2 separate regions of the Sus scrofa genome follow, and region 2 is linked to region 1. Evidence: chromatin contacts called from public HiChIP or PLAC-seq data. All regions are on one chromosome and are shown on one strand. The core of a region is the stretch at or near the end of the contact, and the rest is flanking DNA. Distances in the headings are between cores, read along the strand shown. Region 1 holds the start of KIAA1614. Region 2 holds the start of IER5 (immediate early response 5).

Region 1 (7,679 bases), core at 3,184-5,683:
GTGAGCTGGATGGATCCCTGCGCCACGAGCAGGAGTTTGAGTTTTCACCTGCGGACTTGTGCTTCTTGAAACTGAGCTCAAAATCACCTGAGAAATTGATTAGGAAACAGATTCCTGGGCCTAAATAGGGAGTCAGAATCCCCATGAGTGAGACCTCAGAATCAACCTTTTCAGCAGCATCCCAGGAGAGTCTACACAGGCGCTGGTCTGACGGGCTGTGGGAAGCTGCGGGAGGGTTCTGAGCTGGGGAGAGGCAGGCACCTGGAAGACCAGTCCCGACACTCTTGGGCCTCTGCTGGAAGGAAATGATGCGGCCCAAGGGCAGGCCCCATGAGCTGCTCCAGGATCAGACCGTGCACCCCATGAGCAGGACAGGAGCAGCCAGGAAATTCTGATTTCCAGCTGGACAAGCTCCTCCAGGCAGCACAGTGCAGGGATGGCAGAGGTGTCCCTGCCACCCCACCTGCTCTAACGGGGAAACCTCCAAGACTCTCTCACCTTTTCCCTCCATCCTAAGTGAAACCCTATTTCCACCTCCCACAAGGCTCCTTATTCAAGTGAGTGTTCAGAGCCCACGGGGGAGGTGGAGAAGAGGCGTGAGGCTTGTGTTTTCATCCCCAGACGAAAGGGAACGAGGCTCCCTGGGATGGTGGATTTCCTGGGTGGTTCGAATGGAGGAAGGGGGCTCTGTGATTGCTATTTGCCAGATATGCGTGTTCCTCCTAGATTTCTCTCCAAAAGATAGTCATGAAAGAGTCTGATTGATACCCAAAGAAATAAGGCAGTTCCCTGGCCCAGAAAGGTGCCATGCTCAAGGGCCAAGGAAGGCCTGGCACAGACCACCCTCCAGGGACTCCCAATTCAAAGGATGGAGCCTAAGCCAGGCTCCTGCTCTGCAGCCTCATCTCACCCCCAGCCTTTCCCAGATTAATTTACACTTAACGCTTAAACCAGGCAGTTTCACACCTCCTTGCCTGTGTTCATGCTAATCTGGCCGGCTGAAAGGCCTTCTCCCACCCCTCCCCCTCTGTCTGGCTAATTCCTGCTCTTTCTGCAAGTCCTCGCTCTCCGTGATAGCCCCGCCCACCCAACACACATCTCAACCTAGCTCTTCCCATGAACCACCCACACCTCCACTCTGCTGACCTTGACGGGACCACTTACATGGAAAGTTTACGCACCTGCCCTGCCCCAGCACCAACTAGACCAGAAATTCCTCAAGGGCAGGGCACATTTTGTCTCCTGGTGCCTGGTACTTGGTAGGAGCTCCAGAGATCTTTGCTGAACCACACAGAATGCACGTGAATGAGAAGTGCCCTCAGACACGCGAAAGCCCAGATAATTTAACAGCATTCCAACGATTTGCTTGTGGGTGTTCATAGGACAGGTGCCTTTAAAGCTTCTATAGAGATAGGACACCTCATCCCCCTATAATAAGTGCAAAATAACAAATGTATTGACGAAATCAAAAGGGGATTATTTGCATTTTAAAGGTCGGGGGCGGGTTTTCTTTAAATATTAAGCTTTTGCTAGAACTTTCAGAACCTTGCCTTACAGATCATTAACTTCTGGGGGAGGGGCGGGAGCAGCAGTCATGGAGCCAGAACCTCTATGAATCTGAGCTCCAAAGTGTTGCCTCTAAAAAGAGGAAGCAAGCAGAAGCTTTTGGATCCAGACAGAACTGGATTCAGATTCTGGCTGTACTAGCTGTGTGGCCTTGGGCAAGCCCTGTAACCTCTCCGTACCCTGACTTTCATATTCCTAAAGTGGGGACACACTGCACCTCCTTGGCAGGCTTGTTTTAAAGATGGAAAAGATTCTCCGTAGAATGCCTTGCCTCAAAGGAGGTCCCCAGTAATAAGCAGTAACAGCAGTGTTGTTGGTAGGGTGACAACGCAGGTGGAGGAGAGGAAGGAGCCTTTTGAGGTTTACAGGAGTTTCCCTGGGCTGGCAGAACAGGTAGGGAGAAAGGATCCAGAAAGGAAGGGCAGGACCACCGTGGCAGCATATTTTGACTATCACAGCATTTTACAACTTTTTTGATTTTTTTTTTTTTTTTTTTTTTTGCTTTTTTCAGGGCTGCATTTGCGGCATATGGAGGATCCCAGGCTAGGGGTGGAATTGGAGCTACAGCTGCCACCCTACGCCACAACCACAGCAGCGCAGGATCCAAGCCGCACGTGCAGTGTAGACATGGCAACGCCAGATCCTTAACCCACTGAGCAAGGCCAGGGATCGAACCCGCAACCTCATGGTTCCTAGTCGGATTTGTTTCTGCTGCGCCACAACGGGAACTCCTGGATTTTTTTTTTTTTTTTTTTAACAAAACCTTTCCAAGTTGAACGTGACTGCTGGCGACAGCACTCTGCTATGTGGTTAATGTGAGGGTCTTGGACTTACTAGCTCTATGATCTTGGGCAGATCACCTGACTCAGTTTCCTCATCCGTAGAAAGGAGACAATAAAGAGTACCCATCTCTTAAGGCCGCAATCTGAGATAAGGAGTGTAAGGTGCTTAACCCAAGGCCAGGTGCACTGGATGCCCTCCATAACTAGTCCTAGTTACTGAAGTGATCAGTACTAATAAGCACAGAGTGGTAAGTTCCCTATTGGAGCAACTACTTACCCTGAGAATATGGAGCCGGGAGGGTGTTATTTGCAAGGGCCCTACCTTTGACTCTGTAGACCACCTGTCCCAGAGCTGCGTGAGCTTGGGCCTGTTCTGTAGCAGAAGGTTTGGCCTAGATAATCTCCCAGGTTCCTAAATTAGCTAGTCCTCCCCACTCCCACAGCTACCCAAACAGCTGCTCTCAGGCCTGGCGGGGTGCTATTGCCCTGCCCCTGTCCCCACCTTCTGCGGGGTAACTCCTACTAACTCAAGGGGGGGCCTGGGCTGGCTGGTTACCACACTTCCCTGCCACCCACCCCTGCTCCCTGCGGGGTCACCCTGAGGTCCTTACTGTTGCTACGCCTATTATCACGAGGCGACCCTAGCACGAATCAGTGCAAATAGCAGAGTGGCCAGGCTTGAGAGCGAAGCCTTTGGGCAGAAGGAAAGATGAGCCAGCACTTTCCCTTTATAGAGATTTCCGGAATCTCCTGGGTCCTAACTTACTGTTTCCTGGTGGAAAATAGATTTGAAAACGGTTGAGGGAGTTCTCTTCCTGATGCAGTGGTTAACGAATCCGACTAGGAACCATGAAGTTGCTGGTTCGATCCCTGGCCTTGCTCAGTGGGTTAAGGATCCGGCATTGCCATGAGCTGTCGTGTAGGTCCCAGACTCAGCTGGGATCTGGCATTGCTGTGGCTGTGGCTGTGGCATAGGCTGGCGCTACAGCTCTGATTAGACCCCTAGCCTGGGAACCTCCATATGCCGCGGGTGCGGCCCTAGAAAAAGACCAAAAAAACCCCAAAAAACAGTTGAGGCTCACCCCTCCCTCAAAGGAAATTCAGAAACTCCCTTTGGCTGGGGCCACAGCTGCAGGTAAAGTCCTTTGCGCCTCTTTCCACGTCTGGAGTCCCCAGGAGCCCCGAGAACCGGTCTCCTACCCAAGATGACTGCCAATGCGGGCACCTGGCTCCCCCCTTAGCAGAACACGTTGAGGGAACTCGCGTCCCCTCGGGTTTCTCTGGTGCCGCTGGAAAGAGGAAACAAATGACCTTGACCTCCAAGGAGACGGCCCCTCGCAGAGGGCGACTCCTCCGGAAAAGCTGTCCCAACAAAGGGCATTCCTCAGCTTCCACCCCGCTGCCGACAGCCGACGGCCCAGCCTCCTCCCCACGCCCGGGTGGAGGGCTACCCGCCCTCCCGCGACCCTCGGGAAGAACGTGGTGTTTTCGCAGCCTTGGCTGGTCGCACGGCCGCGCCCTCCCGAAGTCTCGGCTGCAGGCGCTCTCCGGGCAGACGGGGCGAGGCGGACCACGAGGGCTTAGGTCCGGGGGCCCGGAAGGCCGCCCCCGACTCGTGACCCATCCGAGACCCCAGACTCGCGGCCGTGCTCCCTGCTTGGACGTCTGGGGGCCTCGCTCGCCGCCGCCGGCGCCCCCGCCGCCGAGAGGGGCAGCTCGGCGGGGCGCGGGCGGCCGGCACCCAGGCCGCGGCGAGCGCGGAGGGCGGCGGGCGGGCCGGGTGGGGGCGAGGGCCGCTCCTCCAGCCCCTTCCGCCGCCCCTCCTCTCTGCTCTCCCGCTCCCTCTTCCCGTCCCGGCCGGGAAGGCGCGGGGCTTGGCCTCTCCCCCCTTCGTGGCCCAGCCATGAGCTAGCAGCCCATGCCGCTGCCTGCCCTCCCGGCCCACCCGGCGCGCTCTCCCCGCACCCGGAGGGCGGCCGCGGCCCGCGGGGCGGCGCCTCGGGCCCCACCTCACCCGGACCCCGGGGCGGCCCGCAGAGCCGGGAGCCGAGCCGGGCGCGCCCCGAGGGCCGAGGCCTGCGGGCCGCGCTCCCGGAGCCCCGGCCGGAGCCCGCGCGCCCGGGTCCCCGAAGCGGGCCTGGGAGGGAAGGAGAGCGAGCGAGCGAAGGGCCTCGCTTCTCCCGGGGATGGAGGGCATGGAGGCGGCGGGCCGACCCGCCGGCGGCAGCCTTCAGTGAGTACGGAGGAGGTGAGGCGCCGGGCGGGCCGGAGGTGCGGGACCCCCCGAGGGGAAACCGAAGGAAGGGTCGCGGGGGAAGCCCAGCCTTCACGTCCACCCTCATTTCAGCCCCTCCCGGTTGGAGCGAGTCCAGCATTTGGGCCGCAGACTGGTCGGTACCCCCACGGTTCCCCAGTGGAAGGTCTCCTCCTTCAGGTCTCCAGAGATGGATGATCTCTGGAATGCGCTTCCAGAGTTGACCTGAAAGAGAATTCTTTTAGGGGAACGGAAATTGCTCCCCATTACGTTCACATCCTCTGCTTTCGGGACTGAACCACAGAAGAGTGGAATCAGTGGTCGGCTGCAGAGACCTAGTTGATAAATTCTTGATTAACTGGTCCAGGAAGTGATCCATCCTTCCAGAGATAGTGCTTAAACTTCACTGGCTTAAAATGATGTGACATTCACACTCCTGTGTGTATTTTGCTTTATGAACTATGTGCCTTCCTGAAACATGTATAAATTGAATCATCATAAATGACCATAGAGGGACTTGGCATTTAAGAGAATCCTGCAGTGAATCTTTAGTCAATATATGAAGTAACTATATTAATTCCTAACTTGTAACTTATGTAAGTATGGATTTTTAAAATGTTTTCTCCAGAGTTCCCACTGTGGCTCAGTGGGTTAAGAACCTGACTAGTTTCCATGAGGATGTGGATTACATCCCTGGCCTCTCTCAGTGGGTTAAGGATCCTGCTTTTTTTTTTTTTTTTTTTTTTTAATCCTTTTCTAGGGCTGCTTCCCATGGCATATGGAGGTTCCCAGGCTAGGGGTCTAATCGAAGCTGTAGCCCCCAGCCTATGCCACAGCAACGCGGGATCTGAGCTGCGCCTGCGACCTACATGACAGCTCACAGCAATGCCGGATCCTTAACCCACTGAGTGAGGCCAGGGATCGAACCTGCAACCCCATGGTTTCTAGTCGGATTTGTTAACCACTGCGCCATGATGGGAACTCCCCAAGGATCCTGCTTTGCAGCAAGCTGCAGGATAGGTCACAGATGTGGCTTGGATCCTGTGTTGTTATGGCTGTGGCATAGGCCGGCAGCTGCAGCACCAATTCGACCCCTAGACTGGCAACTTCCGTATGCCACAGGTGCAGCCCTGAAAAAAAATAAAATAAAATAAAAATAATTTTTTTTTTCTTTTTTGACCACCTTTCAGCATATAGAGTTCCGGGGCTAGGGATCAGATCCCAACACAGGATCCTTAACCCACTATGCTGGGCCGGAGATCGAACCTGCGCGATCCTGTTGTGCCACAGTGGAAACTCCTAAATATGGATTTTATACATGCTGTTTACTTCAAGTGGGACAAATCTAGATGTACAGCGTTTAAGGAGCAGTTTCTCAGAGAGCAGGATAAATATTAAGACCTTGTGGCGTGTATGTGTGCATAGGATAGCTTGGGGAATAAGTTCCCAGCTCACTTTTATTCCCTGTGAAGACATATCAACCATGGCATCAAGGAGCTGTGTAATTTGGACAAGTCACTTAACCTTTCTAGACCAATATTCTTGTAAGAAGGGGTGTGAGAGTGAATGGTCATGAGTGCTAAAGAGACCTGGCCTTGGGAGGGGAAGCTTTGCACTCTCCTCCCGGCCTCCCCAGCACCTGTGTCACCTGATCTCTCTGTATCTCTGGTTCTCTGGAAAATGCGGATAATGCTCCTGTTCCAGCAGAACTGCACGAGGAATATTTTAGAGAGTATATTAGAAAGTGCTGGCAGGCATGCCTGGCACAGAGCAGATGCTGGTAGGGGTTGGTGCCTGATCCTGGCTACCGTGTGGGCACAGCCCCATGTGGCTGTCCTATGGTTTGTGCCAAGGGGACACCTTCCAGCAGAGGGTCAGATTCCTGGGTGGCACCTTCCTCGGTCCATCCTCGGCAATGGCGCTCCTTGGAAAGGGAAGAGCTTGCTGGCTATTAGCCAATGTTGACATCCTTCCCTGAGGCCTGACACCTGTCAGCAAAGTAAGAGGCCAGGCACGGGGGAATCTGGCCCCCATTTTCACTCTGGTCCACGCTGGGCAGAAGCTTCATTGTGCCCCACCTGTAACATGGGGGTGGAAAAAACTGAGAACACTCTTCAGACTTGGAAGAAAAACCTCAGTAATAACTTATTTGTACCATGCAATGATTTATACTCTCTGAGATGTTTCCGCATGACCTAGGGGGCATTCTCTGCTCTGACCCCAAGTTATTTTCCTCAAAACAGGGCTCTATATTGAGGCACTTTGGGGACCCCGCTCTCTGGAGCTCGCCCTGTGCTGGGTCTAAGGAGCTCTGTCTGCTTTCTTCTCCAGAGGACCCCAAATAGGGAGTCGAACAGCCAGCTCCATGGAGGTGACCTCAGTTGTGGAGAGAAGTGGCCCTGAGCCACAGCCAGAGAACGGACACCTCCCAAGACACTGGCCCTGTCCTCGAGAAGACAGGACACCCAGCCCCATGGCTCCCCAGCCTCCCAGGGTGTGGGGGACACAGCTCCAAGGCCCCTCTGTGCTGGAGTCCAAGGTGAGGGCCTTGAAGGAGAAGATGACAGGCAAACAGGGGGCAGGCCCCGGCCTCCCTTCTCAGGAGCGGCCATCCCTCAAGAAACCCAAAGGCAGGCGCGTCAAGGTGGGTGGACCCAGGACCCCGGCAGAGGGGTCTTGCTTGCCCGATGCTGGGATGGCCCTCCATGCTCAGAACCACGACGACAGGCCACTGGACGGCAGCGTCACTGAGGAGTCTGCCGGGAACGGGGGTGCCGGGCCCCCCCGGTCGCCTGCCCCTGGGCTCGAGTGCTGGAACAGGAGGAGCCCGCGGCCTCCAGAAGTGCTACGGCCCCTGCCTGACTGTGACAGGGCTCTGCTGCCAGGGCCTGGCTCTGGGCAAGAGAGCCCCATGCACAGGGTCCCTGCAGGCCAGCCTGGGGGCCCGAGTTCCTGTCCCAAAACCACATACATGCCCAGCCCGAGGAAAGGAAGGCCATACCCGCTGCAGGATGGTCCAGTCACACAGGGAGACCTGGACAGCTCGTCTCCGACCTCTGAGGAGGACTTTGTCCCCA
Region 2 (7,679 bases), core at 3,278-5,777, 150 kb after region 1:
ATAACCATTCTTAAAAACATTAATGAGATATTTTACATTCTCTCATTGATACTGTCTTCAAAATCTATATATTTTACAATTACAGAATCAATTCAGATGCTAAATTTTCAAACTTCACAAATACTACACAGTACAGTTGGGTTTCAGGAAAAGGATTTTATCCTGTTCCAGTTGTTAAGATTTTTTTTTTTCTTTTTACAGCTGTACCTTTGGCATATGGAGGTTCCCAAGCTTGGGGTCGAATTGGAGCTGCAGCTGCTGGCCTACACCACAGCCACGGGGGATCCGAGCCCCATCTGTGACCCACCCTACAGCTTGTGGCAATGCTAGATGCTTAACCCACTGATCGAGGCCAGGGATTGACCCAGTCAGGTTCTTACCCATCTGAGCCACGACTGGAATACCAGTTGTTGCATTTGAGTGAAATCAAATTTAAAATTCAGTTCCTCAGGTGCATTCGCCACCTTGGCCTAGGGCCTGCAGTATTGAACAGGGCAGGTCCAGGGTTTCATGTGGTGGTGTTTTCTCATGATGTGGCTTGAGAGGGTACTATGCTCATTCTAGTGAGTTTGAAGTGTTCCACTTATTGAGGGAATTTGGAGTATTAAAGGAGATGAAGTATGACAAAGATGACCATAAAAACAACCTAAGTTTCTCTGAGCCAACATACAAAATTCAGGACAAGACAGAGGGTGGGGCTGTAATAGTTTCAGAAAGGAAATGGGGAGGAGAAGAAAAGACAAGCAGGTTTTGGTACCCACCCTTCGTCGAATGCTATTTGGAGATAAAGAAATTCTATAGGAGTTCCCGTCGTGGCGCAGTGGTTAACGAATCCGACTAGGAACCATGAGGTTGCGGGTTCGGTCCCTGCCCTTGCTCAGGGGGTTAACGATCCGGCGTTGCCGTGAGCTGTGGTGTAGGTTGCAGACGCGGCTCGGATCCTGCGTTGCTGTGGCTCTGGCGTAGGCCGGTGGCTACAGCTCCGATTCAACCCCTAGCCTGGGAACCTCCATATGCCACGGGAGCGGCCCAAGAAATAGCAACAACAACAACAACAACAAAAGACAAAAAGACAAAAGACAAAAAAAAAAAAAAAAGAAATTCTATAGTCTTCAAGCCGCCAAGGAAAAAAAAGATGTAAAATACGCCAGAAGAGCGAGAGAGAAAAAGTTGAAAAGCTGATTTGTCGGTTCCAAGAAGAACAAGAGCATTACTCACATACAAGTGCTAATACTGTATGTTCACAGGGCTTTGCTCCTCAAGAATTCAGGATCACTTCTGTAATTTCAACCAAAAGAAATTCCAAATGTCCTAACATTGAAAGGTAGATACAGTGCCGTTAAATTACTTCACTCATTCACTTCTCACCCATTGTTACCTCTCACTGAGCTATTGTGTGCATAATCCATAGCACGTCTGCACTGTTTTCATACAGACTAGACTCCATTTAAGGCAACACAGGAGTTCCCTGGTGGCCTAGTAGTTAAGGATTCGGCATTGTCACTGCCATGGCTGAGGTCTCTGCTGTAGCGTAGGTTTGATCCCTGGCCCGGGAACTTCTGCATGCTGTTGGCACAGCCAAAAACAAACAAACGAACAAAAATTAAGACAATATAAGCTCTGCAATCATCCAATAATAATACTTAGCCTTCAATTAGTCATGGAAACAAGAATCCATTCTGTGATTTCCTTACTCAACAACTTCTAGTAGCTCCTTGTAGAAGGTTCCATCTCCTCCTCATTCAGGCATCCATAGACCCACTCTTATGTAGCCCCAGCCTCTGTTTCCAGCCTCTCCCACTTACTATAGGTGCTGGCACCTCTACCAATGAGGTGTTGCCTACCGCGGGCTCTGTTCTCTTGCTGCTTGGAACTTGTGGACCCTGCATGGGGTTTTTTCAATGACCTCCTCAAATACAATTTCTTTCTCCCATCTATGTTCCTTCCTTCTCCAGACTCTTCTTCCACCCCAAGATTACATGAGGTGTGTCGTGTTCCAATAACTAACATACATTGATAGTTTAATATATATCAGGCTTTGCACATGTTACCTTACTTTATCCTCACAAAAGCTCTAAGAGGTAGAGTTCCCATCCTGGCACAGCAGAAATGAATCCGACTAGGAACCATGAGGTTTTGGGTTCAATCCCTGGCTTCACTCAGTGGGTTAAGGATCTGGCGTTGCTATGAGCTATGGTGTGGGTCACAGACGTGGCTCAGATCCTGCGTTGCTGGGGCTGTGGCATAGGCTGGCAGCTGCAGCTCCGATTGGACCCCTAGCCTGGGAACCTCCATATGCTGAGAGTGCAGTAAGCACTATTATTATCATCTCTATTTTAAAATTTAAAAAGACCAAGGCACAGAGAAGTGAAGTAATTTTCCAAAGGTCACATAGCAAGTAAAAAGTAGAGCTGGCATTCCAATTCGGGAAGCTTGTCTTCAGAGCCTGCGCTGTTAGTGTTTTATAGTGACAACTAGCTCTCGAAGAAAGATAAAATAGAAGAAAAAATTTCTCATGCTTTTTTTTTTTGGTCTTTTCTAGGGCCGCAGCTGTGGCACATGGAGGTCCCCAGCCTAGGGGTCTAATTGGAGTTGTAGCCGCCGGCCTGCACCAGAGCCACAGCAACATGGGACCTGAGCCACGTCTGTGACCTACCCCACAGCTCACGGCGATGCCAGATCCTTAACCCACTGAGCGAGGCCAGGAATCGAACCTGCAACCTCATGGTTCCTAGTTAGATTCGTTAACTACTGAGCCATGACAGGAACTCCTCTCATGCTATTACTCAAAACATGCAGCTTGCTTTTTGTAATTATTTATGTTATTATTTTATCTCCTTCTTTCTCTCTTTGCTAGAGAGGAGCAACTCTGGGTCTCATGGACTAGTGTCATCATTTCATTAAGTTGTGGGAATAGATAATTACCTGAGGGATCACATCATTTGGAGGCTTCTAGATTGTCAATTGGCTATAATCAAGACCCCCTTTCACTAGTATTTCTAACTAAACACTCCGATTGGCCAAGCCCTAGTGCAAGATCAGGCCAATGTTCCACATGGACTCCAAGAAAACTCTAATCTGTTTAGTTTTATGATTCAGATTGTGGCTGCGAGTTGTCTTTTATCAGAAGACACTGCATAATAGAGCAGATTGTGTATGTAATGTCTCCTTTTCAGAACTGGAGAAACTAAAGGATCCTGAGGTTATTTACCCAGAGTCCTCAGGCAGGTCAGGTCTGTGGTGGAGTTTTGGTGGGACTAACTTTAACTGACTCTCCAGGAACCCAGTCTAGGACCCTGGACAATCCTGTGGTGTAAGTTGTTGACTGACCAGAAAATTCCAGAACACTCTTCCCCTATAGTTTTACCTTGACACAAAATAAAATAATGACATCATGTTGGGAACACAGGACTTCTCTATTTGTATTTTTAGAACTTGTTAGATTTTTCCAAGGGTGGACTTTGTCAGTCCTCCTGTTCAGGAAAAATCATTGTGCAGAACTTGTACTATTTTTATTTTCAACTGATGTAACAACTGTGTTGGTTCTAGAATCTAAAGAACAAAGTGGTAGGCTAGCTTTAGTGGAGAACCAAAAACTTTGTTCCTAGACACAAAGCCTTGATAAGAAGTCAGAAATTTGGGGACTTTTATTTTCTTATTTATTTAATTTATTTATCTTTGCTTTTGAGGGCCGCACCTGCGGCATATGGAAGTTTCCAGGCTAGGGGTTAAATTGGAGCTACAGCTGCCGGCCTACCCCACGGCCATAGCGACTCCAGATCCCAGCCGCGTTTGCAATCTACACCACAGCTCATGACAACGCTGGATCCTAACCCACTGACCGTGGCCAGGGATCGAACTTCCTCTTCATGGATACTAGTTCGGTTCGTTACTGCTGAGACACGACTGGAACTCCTGTAACTTTTAGAACCCCCCTTTTCTGTCTTCAGAGCCTAAATTGACAAGTGCTCAAGAATGCATGTGCCTCTTGGAGGCAGGGGACTTACCCAAAATTAATGTCTTGTAGTAACGCTATTAGTATAAGGGTATCCTTTGCCGCGTTTTGCCGTCGTCGCATTTCTGCCGGGTAGCTTACAGGTGTGTGCCGCCTAGGAAACAGTGGCGGGAGAGGGAGGAGGGCTGATCAGGGAAGGATCCGGCTGATTAGGGAAGCAGAGCAAAGTCCACCGCCATACTCAGATGAAAGTCTGAAAGGTTAGTTCGCCTTGGTTCTGGCGAGCAGCACACAAGCCAGAATCTTGACGAACCAAGAACTCCCCCTGCTCTCCGTCAACCACGCTCAGAGAACTGGCCTGGACTAGGCGGTGGGCGAGTGGCGCGCGTCGCCCCCTTTAAGAGCCTGCTCCGCGGGACTAACGTTCGAATGGCCCCCGCGCCCCTCCTCGGTCTCCGATTGGCCGCGCGCGGCGCACGAGGGCGCGCCGACCGGCCCCGGAACGGTTGGCGGCCCTTCGCGATTGGCTATCGAGGCGCCTTTATAAGGCGCCTGGCGGCCGGGAGGCCCTCAGTTAGCGACCGGACCCGAGACTGGCTGCTGGTCTGTAGTGGGGAGGGCGCGGGAGCAAGAGAGAGTGTGTTGCCAGAGTCGTTTCTCTTCGGAGTCAGAAGAAATCGAGGGTCAACCCCAGAGGCGACGAACTTGTTGACGCCTCTCGTTTCCGTCTCAGCTTCGGAACGTGGGCTAGGGTTCACCCCCTCACCCCCGCGCCAGCCCTGGGAAAGGGGAGGCAGGATGGAGTTCAAGCTGGAGGCTCACCGCATCGTCAGCATCTCCCTGGGCAAGATCTACAACTCGCGGGTCCAGCGCGGCGGCATCAAGCTGCACAAGAACCTGCTGGTCTCGCTGGTGCTCCGCAGTGCCCGCCAGGTCTACCTGAGCGACCCGTGCCCCGGCCTCTACCTGACCGGCCACCCCGGGGTCCCGGCGCCGCCGCAGCAGCCCGGGGAGCCGGCAGCCGGGCCACCCGCGGGCTGGGGGGAGCCGCCCCCGCCGGCTGCCCGAGCCGCCTGGCCAGAGCCTGAGCCGCAGCCGGAGCGCCCTGCCGTCCCAGAAGTGCCACGGGCGGATGACGCGGAGCCCGCTGCCACGGAGCCGGGCGCCGGGGACACTCTTCAGGGCCGAGAGGCGGAGGCGGCGGAAGCTGCCTGGCGCCGCGTGGAGGGACCGCGAGACACAGCGGTCGTAGGGGCCGGGGGCCCTGCTGGAGCCTCGGACGTCTTCCCCGCGGGGCCCCGGGCAGCACGCCACCCCTGCGGCTGTCCCCCGGGGGACGAGGACACGCCGAGCGCTAACCCCCGCGTGGACGGCTGCCGCGCGCCGCGTCCGGCCGGGGACGAGCCTCCCGCGCCTCCCCCCCTCTGCCCCAGGAAGCGCGGCGCGGCGGGGGTGGGCGGCGGCCCGGCGGGCTGCCCGGTGCCCGGCTCGACCCCGCTCAAGAAACCCCGCCGGAACTTAGAGGAACAGGCGGGCGGGGCGGCCGCGGAGGAGGAAGAGGAGGCGGAGGAGATGGAGACCGGTAACGTGGCCAACCTCATTAGCATCTTCGGTTCCAGCTTCTCAGGACTCTTACGGAAAAGCCCCGGGGGCGGCCGGGAGGAAGCGGAGGGAGAGGAGAGCGGTCCGGAAACCGCCGAGCCCGGGCAGATCTGCTGCGATAAGCCGGTGCTGAGAGACATTAACCCTTGGAGCACTGCCATCGTAGCCTTCTGAGCCCCCGGGGTCTCCGTCCGGGAAGGAGGTTGAGCAGCGGGCGTCCCGACGAGAGGGCTGGGCCCCTCCCGGCTGCGAGGACGCCCCCGAGACGGTCGGCGCCGAGCGCGAGGGGGAAATCGGGTGCCGCCGGGCGGCACAGACTGCCCTTGAGCTTGGCGGCCGGCTGGGCCGTGCCTCCCGGGTCTGCTTTTGAGACTCGGGAGTACGGGGCTTATTGGAAGAGGACGATCGTGGACTTTTGTGTCTGTGTATGTCACTTTGTCTTGTTGAGTTGAGACTATTTTGTCCCCCCCGAATGCCACACGCCTTCCCCGGGGCGTAGGGGACTGGGGGCAGACAGGGACTTTCCTCTGCCCGCAGCGCGGAGAAGGAAGCGGCTCAAAAGGCCGGGCCCCGGGGAGTTCCCCGTTCGTTCTCGGGGGAGGAAGGGACTTTACACACACCCTTCACATGAAAGCTAGCACCGCACCGGGGCCAGGAGTGGCGTTTCCTCACAGGATTTCCTACGACTTGGAGGGATTTCGTCTGGAGTAGAAACGTGTATTATTTCTCTCCCTCCCCACCTTGCTCTCTGAAGAAGCGTTTATACCCTGTGATTACTCTGGAAAAGGGGAATGTTAGCGGCCCTTGTCTTCCCCACAGGGGGAAAAAAAGCCTGATGCACTTCACAGAAGAGATCAAGCTTGGAAATATGGAGCTTATAGAGAAAAGATTTATTTTGTAAAATCTCTAGATCAGAACTACTACACAGTGCTTTTAAAAAGTGTTTAAGGAAACAAAGTTTACAGACAAGCCCTAAGTGGAAAGACGTTATGGTTTTGTAGATAGTGACTCCAGTCTTTGTTGTATAAAGGTTGGGGGAGCTGACAAGGTTTTTGTACAGTATTTTCTCCTTCGTTGTATTGATTTTTGTATAAAAATGTAACTTTACGTGTCTAACACGTATTAAATATTTTGAAGCAACTTCACTGTCTCCTTGTCTGGAATCACCTGTCTGGTTTGGGAGGGATGTGGGCGGAGGGGAATTGTGCTCCGGCTGGAAAATTGAAGGTGTGGTTCTTAATACCAGTCGTGGACAGACTGGGGACCTTGTTTGTTGACTTCTTAAGTATCAGAAGCAACACGTTTAAGATTTCTCCCCTACATCAAAGGACTGCTGTTAGATACTAATGTCAGTGGGCTGCCAGTTTCTTGAAACCTGCCACTGCACCTGCCTTTTCTAAAGTCAGGGGATTTGATTTTTTACAGCCCAATCTGACAGTGTCTAATATTAAATTAACCTAAGTGCCAACCTGTGAAGCCCTTCCCATCCACAAAAATGTTTCTCATTAATACTCTGTTTCCTGTTATACAACATGGGTCATCTTTTGCTACAGAAAAAACCTGATGTGAGGGAAGCTGAGGAGACTGACTTGCCCAGCTGGTCATGTCTACTCTCTGCATTCCAGTGGATGTCAGGATGGAATTGTCAATGCTTGAAAAAAAAATTTTTTAATTACATCTGTAGAGAGTAAATGCATTCGTAAATGGAAATTGCTTGTGTCAAACTGGGTAAGGAAGGAGGGCTAGGCAATTTTAACTTAACAAAATCTGGTTCGCTCTTGTCACCTAATGGTGACATCAGTGTTTGGGTCATGGTAAACACTTAGGTGATGACAGCCAAGTCATCCATTGATTTTTTTTTTCTTTTTTTTACTACAGTTGCTACATTTAAGAGTTTTTTGTCTAAGGTGAAATAGACAATATTTGAATTTATATCAGAAGCAAATCAACTAGAGAATGGTGTCATAAAATATGGTTGCTAGTACTTTAAAGGATGGAATTGGTCTATAACAGCTTATGAATACATGGGAGTTTAAGAGGGGAGAAATTGAGGAAAGATTAGAGAACACTTTAAGAAAGTGTGGCTTTTGAGCAAAAGGAGAGGCCTATGGATAAGTCCTGA

Evidence for each region. HiChIP or PLAC-seq counts read pairs in DNA pulled down with a chosen protein or histone mark.
Region 2: a contact with region 1 is called in an H3K27ac HiChIP or PLAC-seq map of skeletal muscle. The contact joins the promoter of IER5 here to the promoter of KIAA1614 in region 1. A contact is called at or near these places in 1 of 5 promoter capture datasets (fetal skeletal muscle) and 1 of 2 datasets of contacts at active chromatin or transcription factors (skeletal muscle).

What each region holds. Positions count from the first base shown.
Region 1 is chr9:122,479,616-122,487,294 of Sscrofa11.1, forward strand. It overlaps KIAA1614, which reads left to right and starts at 4,434. Exons shown (of 10, transcript XM_021063756.1): 1 at 4,434-4,581; 2 at 6,934-7,679. The coding sequence starts at 4,535.
Region 2 is chr9:122,629,254-122,636,932 of Sscrofa11.1, forward strand. It overlaps IER5 (immediate early response 5), which reads left to right and starts at 4,528. Exons shown (of 1, transcript NM_001258436.1): 1 at 4,528-6,697. The coding sequence starts at 4,754. The coding sequence ends at 5,731.